2 separate regions of the Mus musculus genome follow, and region 1 is linked to region 2. The links are chromatin contacts, called in public Hi-C maps. All regions are on one chromosome and are shown on one strand. The core of a region is the stretch at or near the end of the contact, and the rest is flanking DNA. Distances in the headings are between cores, read along the strand shown.

Evidence for each region. Hi-C and Micro-C count contacts between places; a contact is called where the count stands out from the background.
Region 1: a contact with region 2 is called in a Hi-C map of liver, with 3 times the contacts expected there. The contact joins the promoter of F5 here to the promoter of Prdx6 in region 2. A contact is called at or near these places in 1 of 484 Hi-C or Micro-C datasets (liver) and 2 of 9 other capture datasets (liver and pancreatic islet).

Annotation. Positions count from the first base shown.
Region 1 is chr1:164,149,247-164,153,335 of GRCm38.p6, forward strand. It overlaps F5 (coagulation factor V), which reads left to right and starts at 2,589. Exons shown (of 25, transcript NM_007976.3): 1 at 2,589-2,874. The coding sequence starts at 2,717. Gm16548 (predicted gene 16548) reads right to left here and starts at 2,971. Exons shown (of 3, transcript NR_037987.1): 1 at 2,613-2,971; 2 at 74-398. It overlaps Selp (selectin, platelet), which reads left to right. Exons shown (of 16, transcript NM_011347.2): 16 at 1-780.
Region 2 is chr1:161,248,892-161,252,845 of GRCm38.p6, forward strand. It overlaps Prdx6 (peroxiredoxin 6), which reads right to left and starts at 2,319. Exons shown (of 5, transcript NM_007453.4): 1 at 2,131-2,319. The coding sequence starts at 2,225.

The DNA.
Region 1 (4,089 bases), core at 1,339-3,838, 2.9 Mb after region 2:
CCTCCAGCTCCGCCCCTTCCTGCTCCGCCCCTCACCTTCCTCCAGCTCCGCCCCTTCCTGCTCCGCCCCTCACCTTCCTCCAGCTCAGCCACAGACCCAGGAGCAAATGTTTCTGCTCTGGTCTGTGGCTTGTTGTTACTTTGCTGTTGCTGAAAACGGGAGAGTCCAAGGCCCTGGAGCATCTTCCTCACCAGGTGACCAGGCTCTGGAAAACCGAAGGTCTTTCTCTTGGGATTGCAGAGTAGCAATGTTGGTGGGCAGGCAGACCTCTAGTTTAAGGGGATGCCTGCTTTAAGATCTCCTGGGTCTTCCATGTTTCATATCAATGAGGTTGTTTACACCTCTGCTGCTGAGACTTTCACAGAAACCTCCAGATGGTACTAGGGGACACAGAAGATCTGGAACAGAGCCAAGACGTCACATCTGACTGCAGACTTTCCCTCCACCAAAGCACCCAAAGATCATTGTTTGGATGTATAAATAACTCAACTTCCCCAAATGTCAAGCTCTTTGTGTTTTGTTCAATAAGTTCTGTGTATAGCACTTTGTCTACCACCAATGTGGTCACAGTTACAACCCTCTAAATGACAGCTGGACCTTCCAGTGAAAGCACAAATGTATGTCGTATATCCCCTGACCACAGAGGAAAAAAACAAAAACAAAAGTCAGAGGAGCAGAAAAAGGTCCTCTTTGCAATTACTGTTCTGCAGGAAAGAACAGATATTGTTTTATATGTAATTTAATGCACATATTTAATAAATAAGTCACTGAAAATTACATATGGCTTGTCTGTAATTGATGCAAACATTAAGGAGTCAAAAACTGCAGTTGCTTTGCTGAGCTGTAATGAGATCCATTGGTCACCATGTAGCCTGGACACATAAGCAGACAAGCAAGCAAGGGCAGTAAAGCTGTCCTTGGAAAAGTTGCAATGATTTGGGGGAAAAGGGAAGAAAGTAATTTAGAGACCTGCTGCTTTTTTTTTCTTACATTGTCAATAGCATCTAATTTGGTGTGTGTGTGTGTGTGTGTGTGTGTGTCTGTGTGTGTGTGTGTGTGTGTGTGTGTGTGTGTGTGTGTGTGTGGAGAGAGACAGAGACAAACAGAGAGACAGACAGATAGACAGATACTAGGCTAGATATTATAGGACCATAGATCTCAACCATGTCTCTTGTGTCCGAATTTGCATTTTGGAAACTCCTGGAACTGTGGATCAGGAGTATAAGACATCATCCCTGCTCTTGAATAGATCATAATCTAGCCACAGATACAAGGGCATCTTGAAAACCTAATGAAAGGTTAGCAAAAGGAGTATATAATCTGAGCAGATTAAGTTCATGAAACGGAAAAGTCAACTGGAACCCAGAATCAGAGACAATGGCAGAAATTCTGACTTTAAAGAGCAGGGAAGCAGAAAGGGAAGGAAATCCGTGTGAGCATTCTTCCTAGTGTAGTTATGTGTGCACACATCTGCTAATTAATTACTTTTCAGTACATGGTCTCACTGCGTAGCTTAGGCTGATCTCAGGCCTCAAACTCACATTCCCCTGCTTCTAGCCCTCGTGTGCTGGGATTACAGGCATGTGCCATCATGCCTGACTCAAGAAGGGGCATTATAAACTGACTGAAGAATATCAGTGATGTGATCAGCAAAGAAACAGAAGCAGGAGTTGGGGGGAGGGGAGAAGGAAGGGAAGGGGGAGGGGTGGGGCAGGGGGAGGGAGAGGGAGAGGCTGCTGCGGAACCTGGATGGTACCAGATCACAATTTACTGGATGTGCTGGAAGCAGAAAGTCTGAGCAGAGACAAAGTTCTGGAGAATTCAGGGCAGGCCATCCTGCTGATTCAGGCATAATTCTCAGCTTTGCCACCAACAGAAAAATAAAATCTAAAACACCATGCCAAGGATACAGGAGAACGAGCAAAGACAAGATCATAGACTGTAGCTACCTAGGCCCTGGGGACTGTCCAGTTTACAACAGTTTGTCCCCTCCCAATAATAAGATCAAGGAAAACTAGAATTGCCATTCTTATTTTACAGATGTCAAAAGTATTTCTAAAGACATAGTTGGCCCCAGACCACACAGCTACTGACTATCTCAAATGAGTTCTCTAAACCCTGGTCTCGGCTACACTTGAGCTGGTGACAAGCCCTTACCAAGCGGTCTGTCCTAAGAGATTCAGACTGCTAACCTGTTGGTGGACCTGTCCTGAGGCTGTTTTCTGGTTACTGTGCAGTGCCATTTTCCTGGGATCTGAGGATGGGTGTTGGGTCTTACTAAGGCTTGCAGAAATCAGCTGACAAGCCTAAACTTTGAACCCCTACCCCATCCCCCCACCTCCACCCGCGCAGGTTAAGTGGGATTGCTGCTCCCACCTACGTTGAAGTGGGGGAAATGCTGCTTTGTGATGGGGCGGAGACCCTTGGGCACTGCTCCAGAGCCATAACCTCCAGCAGGCTTGCCCTTCCTTTCCCTCTACATTCCTTGTCTGGCATTCTCTCTAGTAAATGCCTGTGGCCACAGGGGGGAGTGACCTCAACAAGCCCCTGCCTACACTAGGCATAGAGGGAGGTAGGGTTAGACAGCCACCACAGGGGACAGGGACACTCACTGTGCCCTGCAGCTTCTTAGTCCTCCAGGGAGACAGATCAGCGCGCAACAGGGACAGAGCACTGAGCACTGTCGGTGGTGGCAGCGCGCGGCAGGACAAGGGCCATGCTCCTAGTCTGCCCGTGCTTCTTCCTCCTGGTGGTTCTGGGAACCCGCTGGGCGGGCTGGGGCAGCCACCAGGCAGAGGCCGCGCAACTAAGGCAGTTCTATGTGGCAGCTCAGGGGATCCTCTGGAACTATCATCCTGAGCCCACAGATCCAAGGTAACTGGGGGTGAAATCCAGGTGGGCTTCTTCAAGGAAGAAAATCTATTATAGTTGCAAGGGGTGGGGGTGGGCTGGGAGGAGGAGGAAAAGGAAAAGGAAGAGGAGGAGGAGGAGAGAGAGAGAGAGAGAGAGAGAGAGAGAGAGAGAGAGAGACTAATGTTGTGTGGGTGTAATTTTGTCTCTATGGACATAATTTATCATTTTGAGGATGTGGAAATTTCAATGTGAATGGTTAGCTGTGGCTTTCTTTCCAGGTGCAATCCCTAATCTGTTTTCCCCCCACGTTTGTTAGTTTAGTGTATTGATGGGTTGAAAGGACACACCTCCACAGCCCTCTTAGCCCTTCCTGTGCATTCGGCTTAAGCCTTTTGACAGTCTGCTTAAAAAAAAGAAAAAGGACCTTCTAGTTATATAATATTTATTCCTGTTAAACACAAGTTCATCTTCTAAAGAAAAAGATGTCAAAGCTGTCACCATGTACTTCATTATAAGGAGATTTTGTTGCCTTCCTATAAACGATTTTCACTGTGGGTTCAGAGGGAAGGGAAGGCACACTTGTATTTTCACTTTTCCTAGACTTACCCCTGGCTACCTAATGTGGCTTCATTTTTTCCTCTCATTTTGAGTTACTTCCTGGAATATGACTTATCCTGGGTATTTTGGTCTGCCCTGATTATTACCCATGTTAGTGAGCACATAAGGTAGTCATTCAAAGGCATGTCTAACTAAGAGGAGGCTTAAATAATATCAAACCTAACTTTGAGTTGCAGAATATATTTTGCTAACCTGCCTGCAGTTACCCAAGTCATAGATTCTACGTAGCACTTGCGACCACGAGTGTTTTTATTTTAAATGCTAAGCCTCGCTTACTGGTTGACGCATTTTTTTCCCTTTTAGTTGACATCAAAGTTTAAGTGATTGTGAAAGATGTGTTCCTCTTTTACAATTGCAAAACCAAAGCAATCAGCCAAAGAAAATAATGTAATATCTTGAAAGCAATGTGTAATGTTTTAGTATAAATGAATAATCAGCCTTTGAGTTTGCTGTTGTTGGTTCTGGGTTGTTTGGGAAGGCATTGTATTCAGTCTTGGTATCATGCTAGTGAGAAATATCACATCTAAATGACTTAAAGATTGCATTTTCAGAGTAATAATCTAGACCACACCCATACTCTTAGGAAAGTACCACTAACTGAACACCTCCACCCCACCC
Region 2 (3,954 bases), core at 1,069-3,568:
AAGAATGCCTGGGCTCCCTACCCTTTGGAGAAATTCAATGGCATTATGCCATTTCCTTCCTCATTTTCAAAAGACAAAAGGTTTCCTCCCTCTAACAGAATCGTCTCTCCTACCAGAAAACCTGTGGCACAGGTGTTTTGATCAGTGAGGAACCCTGGGATATATAAGATGCTCTTCCACATCCACAGACCATACAAACCTACTCAAACCCACTCAAACCCACACGGCTCCCCAAACCTTCAGCTGTTTCTAATTATCAGGGGGTTAAGTAATGCTTAAAGTTCATTTTCCTTTTCTCCTCCAAAGGATCTTTGAGTCTGTCAGGGGCAAACTGACTTGCGATCATCTACAGAACAGAGTTTGGAAACACTAGTCAAATCCCTTGTATTAGAAATGACACACAGGGTGGAAAAGTCCTTCTCGGTTATTGCAGGCGTATCATGACTTATGTTTGTTCATAAATTTACCTCATCTTAAGATGCCACTTCATCTGCTTATTTAGTTGCTATTTAGGGACAAAGCCTCACTAAGTTGGCTTGGCCTTGAAGTTAGGATCTTCCCAACTGTCTCCTCAGCAGCTGGAATAAAACAGTTGCATCCAGATCTAGATCAATAAACAATCCCTAAGATTCCCGCCCCCGACTCTATAGTGTGGCTATCTTCACAGCACACGCGCTTTAGATTCATATTTATCTCTCATCCTTACAGATGAAGCGCTCCAGCAAGCCCTCACATTTCCTGGGGGTGTGGGCTGCAGACAGGAATGGGAAGGAACACTGTGTAAATCGTTGGCAGTCTTGGATAAATATTAACACTAGATTTTGAGTGATGAGTCTGGCTGGCATGCTTATTTTTAGACTTTTCTCCTGCAAGGCCTGAGGGTTCCATTTGCTACTTCTTCTAGTCTACCTTTCTCTTTTAAAAGCTCTGCTTCCCCTTAGTCAGGAGGAGCCAAACTCACCTCAGGAAAGATTCTCTAATGCTTCCTTTCCTGCCTGGTCACGGAGTAGTTTCATAAACTGCTCTGTCCTCACGTACATACATACATACATACATACATACATACATACATACATACATACTAGATACGAAAAGGACACAGACAGACCCAAGAGTTTGTTTATTCAGTGTCATTGGGCACTGAAACTCCAGAACCACAACATAGCCTGACGCGTATGCAAAAAGCGGACTGAAACTAAGCATCTTACAATGTGTGCATTCAGGAGCTGTAAAACTAAGACAAAATCGGTGCATACCTAGCCACTGTGGCCACCACTGTTGTTATCAGCAGCAAGGCCAGGCGCTGATGCAAAGCAGAGGGGGAGGGGACCACTGGGAAACAAAAGAGTCTCCAAGTGGGGAGGCACACGTGTCCTAGCCTTGGAATGGCCTAGAGTGGCAAAATGGTCGCAGCCTTTCCCTCAAAGCATTGCTTCTTCTAGAATCACGGTCACGCCTACAGAGTGTTTCTGGGTGCTCCCAAAGCTGTTACATATAATCTTATTTTTGACCTCTGAAGGAGGCTCTGGACAAAAAGTCTTTTGGCTACTTACTTGGCACCGTAGTTTTGTTTTGTTTTTTAATTCAGAAGTCCGCAAACACTCCCCGAAGTTAAGAGGAACCCAGATAACGTCGGGACAGCCCTTAATTTGTGGCTGTGTGCTCTAACTTTGACCTTAGGCACCCACCTTCCGCAAGGTACAACTTCTAGAGCGGCAGGAGGGCGGGCAGTGCGACCCTGGGCAAGCGTCCCGGGAAATGACCTCAAACACCGAGCAACCCTGCCCCACCTCCCCTGGGCTTTCAGATCGACCCCGACACAAACCCAACACTGTTTACAAAACCAGGTTAAACAGACAACAAACCGTCCTCGGCAAGGACCTCCTTTCCCATGCCAGGCCAGCCACGCTGGGTCAGGGAAGGATCCGCTGATCGGCGTAGGGCCGGGCAGAGGTCGCAGGTCCCCAGCAATGCCCGGTGATGCTCGGCAGGACCCCGGCGGCGGGCACGTGCGGGAACCGGTGAGGGGCTAAGCCAGAGACCCGCCGCGGCCGAGCGCAACCCGGAAAGAAGCGAGGCAGGTAGCTCTGGGGACCCGTCACCTGGCAGGGCAACGCGGTGGCCACTTACGAATCTCCCAGGAAATCGTGGAAGCGGATGCGGCCGATGGTGGTATTGGCCTCAAAGTTGGGGGCTTCGTCCCCGAGAAGCAACCCTCCGGGCATGGCGGCAGTGGTGACGCTGAGAACAAGGAGGCGCAGCCGCAGCAGTGAGCAGCGGGCGGGCTCCTGCGGAGACCTAGATCAGTGCTGGCCGAGTGGGCGGGGCTGGGGCGGGGCTGGGGCGGGGTGGGGCGACCGCGAGTCTGGCGGCTGCGGTTCTTCACGTGGAGCTTGCAGGCAAGGGAGATTCTGGAGCTAAAGAAGGCCACGTGCAATAGGAAGGAAGCGCAAGACCGAGAATTGCGGGGACTTGTAGATCTGGCGGCTCTGCAAAGATGCTCTAGGAGAAGGCGGAATTAGCGCAAATCCTCTGACATTCTCACCCCTGTTGGACTTACAATTTAGAGGTCTTGGGGTATAGCCCTCTTTTACTATGAGCATCTAGTAGTTGGCTGAATGACTGACTACTCAGCCAACCTGGGTTTCAGAAGTTTTTCAGGATGTGGCAAGAACCAGACTTGTGACGTGGGCTAAGTCAGAGGAAGTGGCTTTCTTATTGCAGCAAACATTCTGTACCAATGTCAATAAGAGGGCAATGGAAAGAACCGTTTTTTTTTTTTTTTAAATTTTGCCTCCCCATTCCTGGAGTTCCTTATAAAATGCTCAACACATTATTCCTAAAGTTTAAATATAGGTTTCACAACAGGCTTCTTGAGATCGAGTGTATGCAAGTGAATTCCCACCTGAAGAAATGGGACATTTTGATCCACTGACTTCCTATTTCCTAAGCACAAAGTGGAGAAAGATGCCTGCCCTTATTAGAGACAGATGGCAGACATTCTGCACAGAAACCAGAATCTGTTAGAAGCTCAGCCTGGTGATCGCAAACCAGAAACCCCAACTACTCTGGAGAAAGGAGAAGGACTGTAAATTCTGAGCTACAGAGGAAGTTCAAGGCCAACCTGGGGAACTTAGAGTCTGTCTCAAAATAAAGGGGAATGAGGAAGCAGGTGTGCGGCAGGATGCTTGACTGGAGTGTGGGAGGCCCTAGGTCCAATCGCCAGCGCTAAGGTGTGGTGGAGGACAATGTATTAGAAAGCCCCGAGTCCTAGCTGGAGAAACTAAAGCGAGTTTATGTAAGTTAAGTGAGGCTACCTGGAGGTCAGCTTCAGATTGTGTGGCCCAGCCTGGGGAAGCCTGCAGGACAGTAGACTACTTAGAACATGGCAGGTGCTCTCAGAGTGGTAGCTATTATTAGATGACACAATTCACGCAGTAACTCTCACTTTCCTTATTGCTAGCTAGACACCGTGCGAGGCCTGATGTGAGACATAGTCCCAGCTCTTACAGGAAAAGTGCAGTTATGATATCATGTAAGGTGATATGGACAGGGGAGCTGTGAGTGTTTGTTGTTCGGTGTGAGGAATCCTCTGGAACAGACTCAACGGATTTAAAGGAAAGCGTGTGGCGGTGCTGAGTGCAGCGACCCACTGTACCCTGCGTTTTCATCATGGTGATAAGCCCTGTCTTTGTGTCTGCATGCATACTGGTCTTGCCTGCTTCACAGAGATTACTGCCATGCGTTTTAAAGTTAAGGTAACTTAATCTCTAGCTTGACTCCACCCTTCTGTTTTGAAAGCACGTATCTTCACTTTATTTATTATGTATTTTCACAGTAGGGAAGCAGGGTAGCTTGACCTTAAGGAACTATAAGCAGTGTTGCAAAGATGGGCTAAAAATCAGATACACCACAATAAAGAGACTGGATGCAGACTCAAAGTGGCTGATCTCT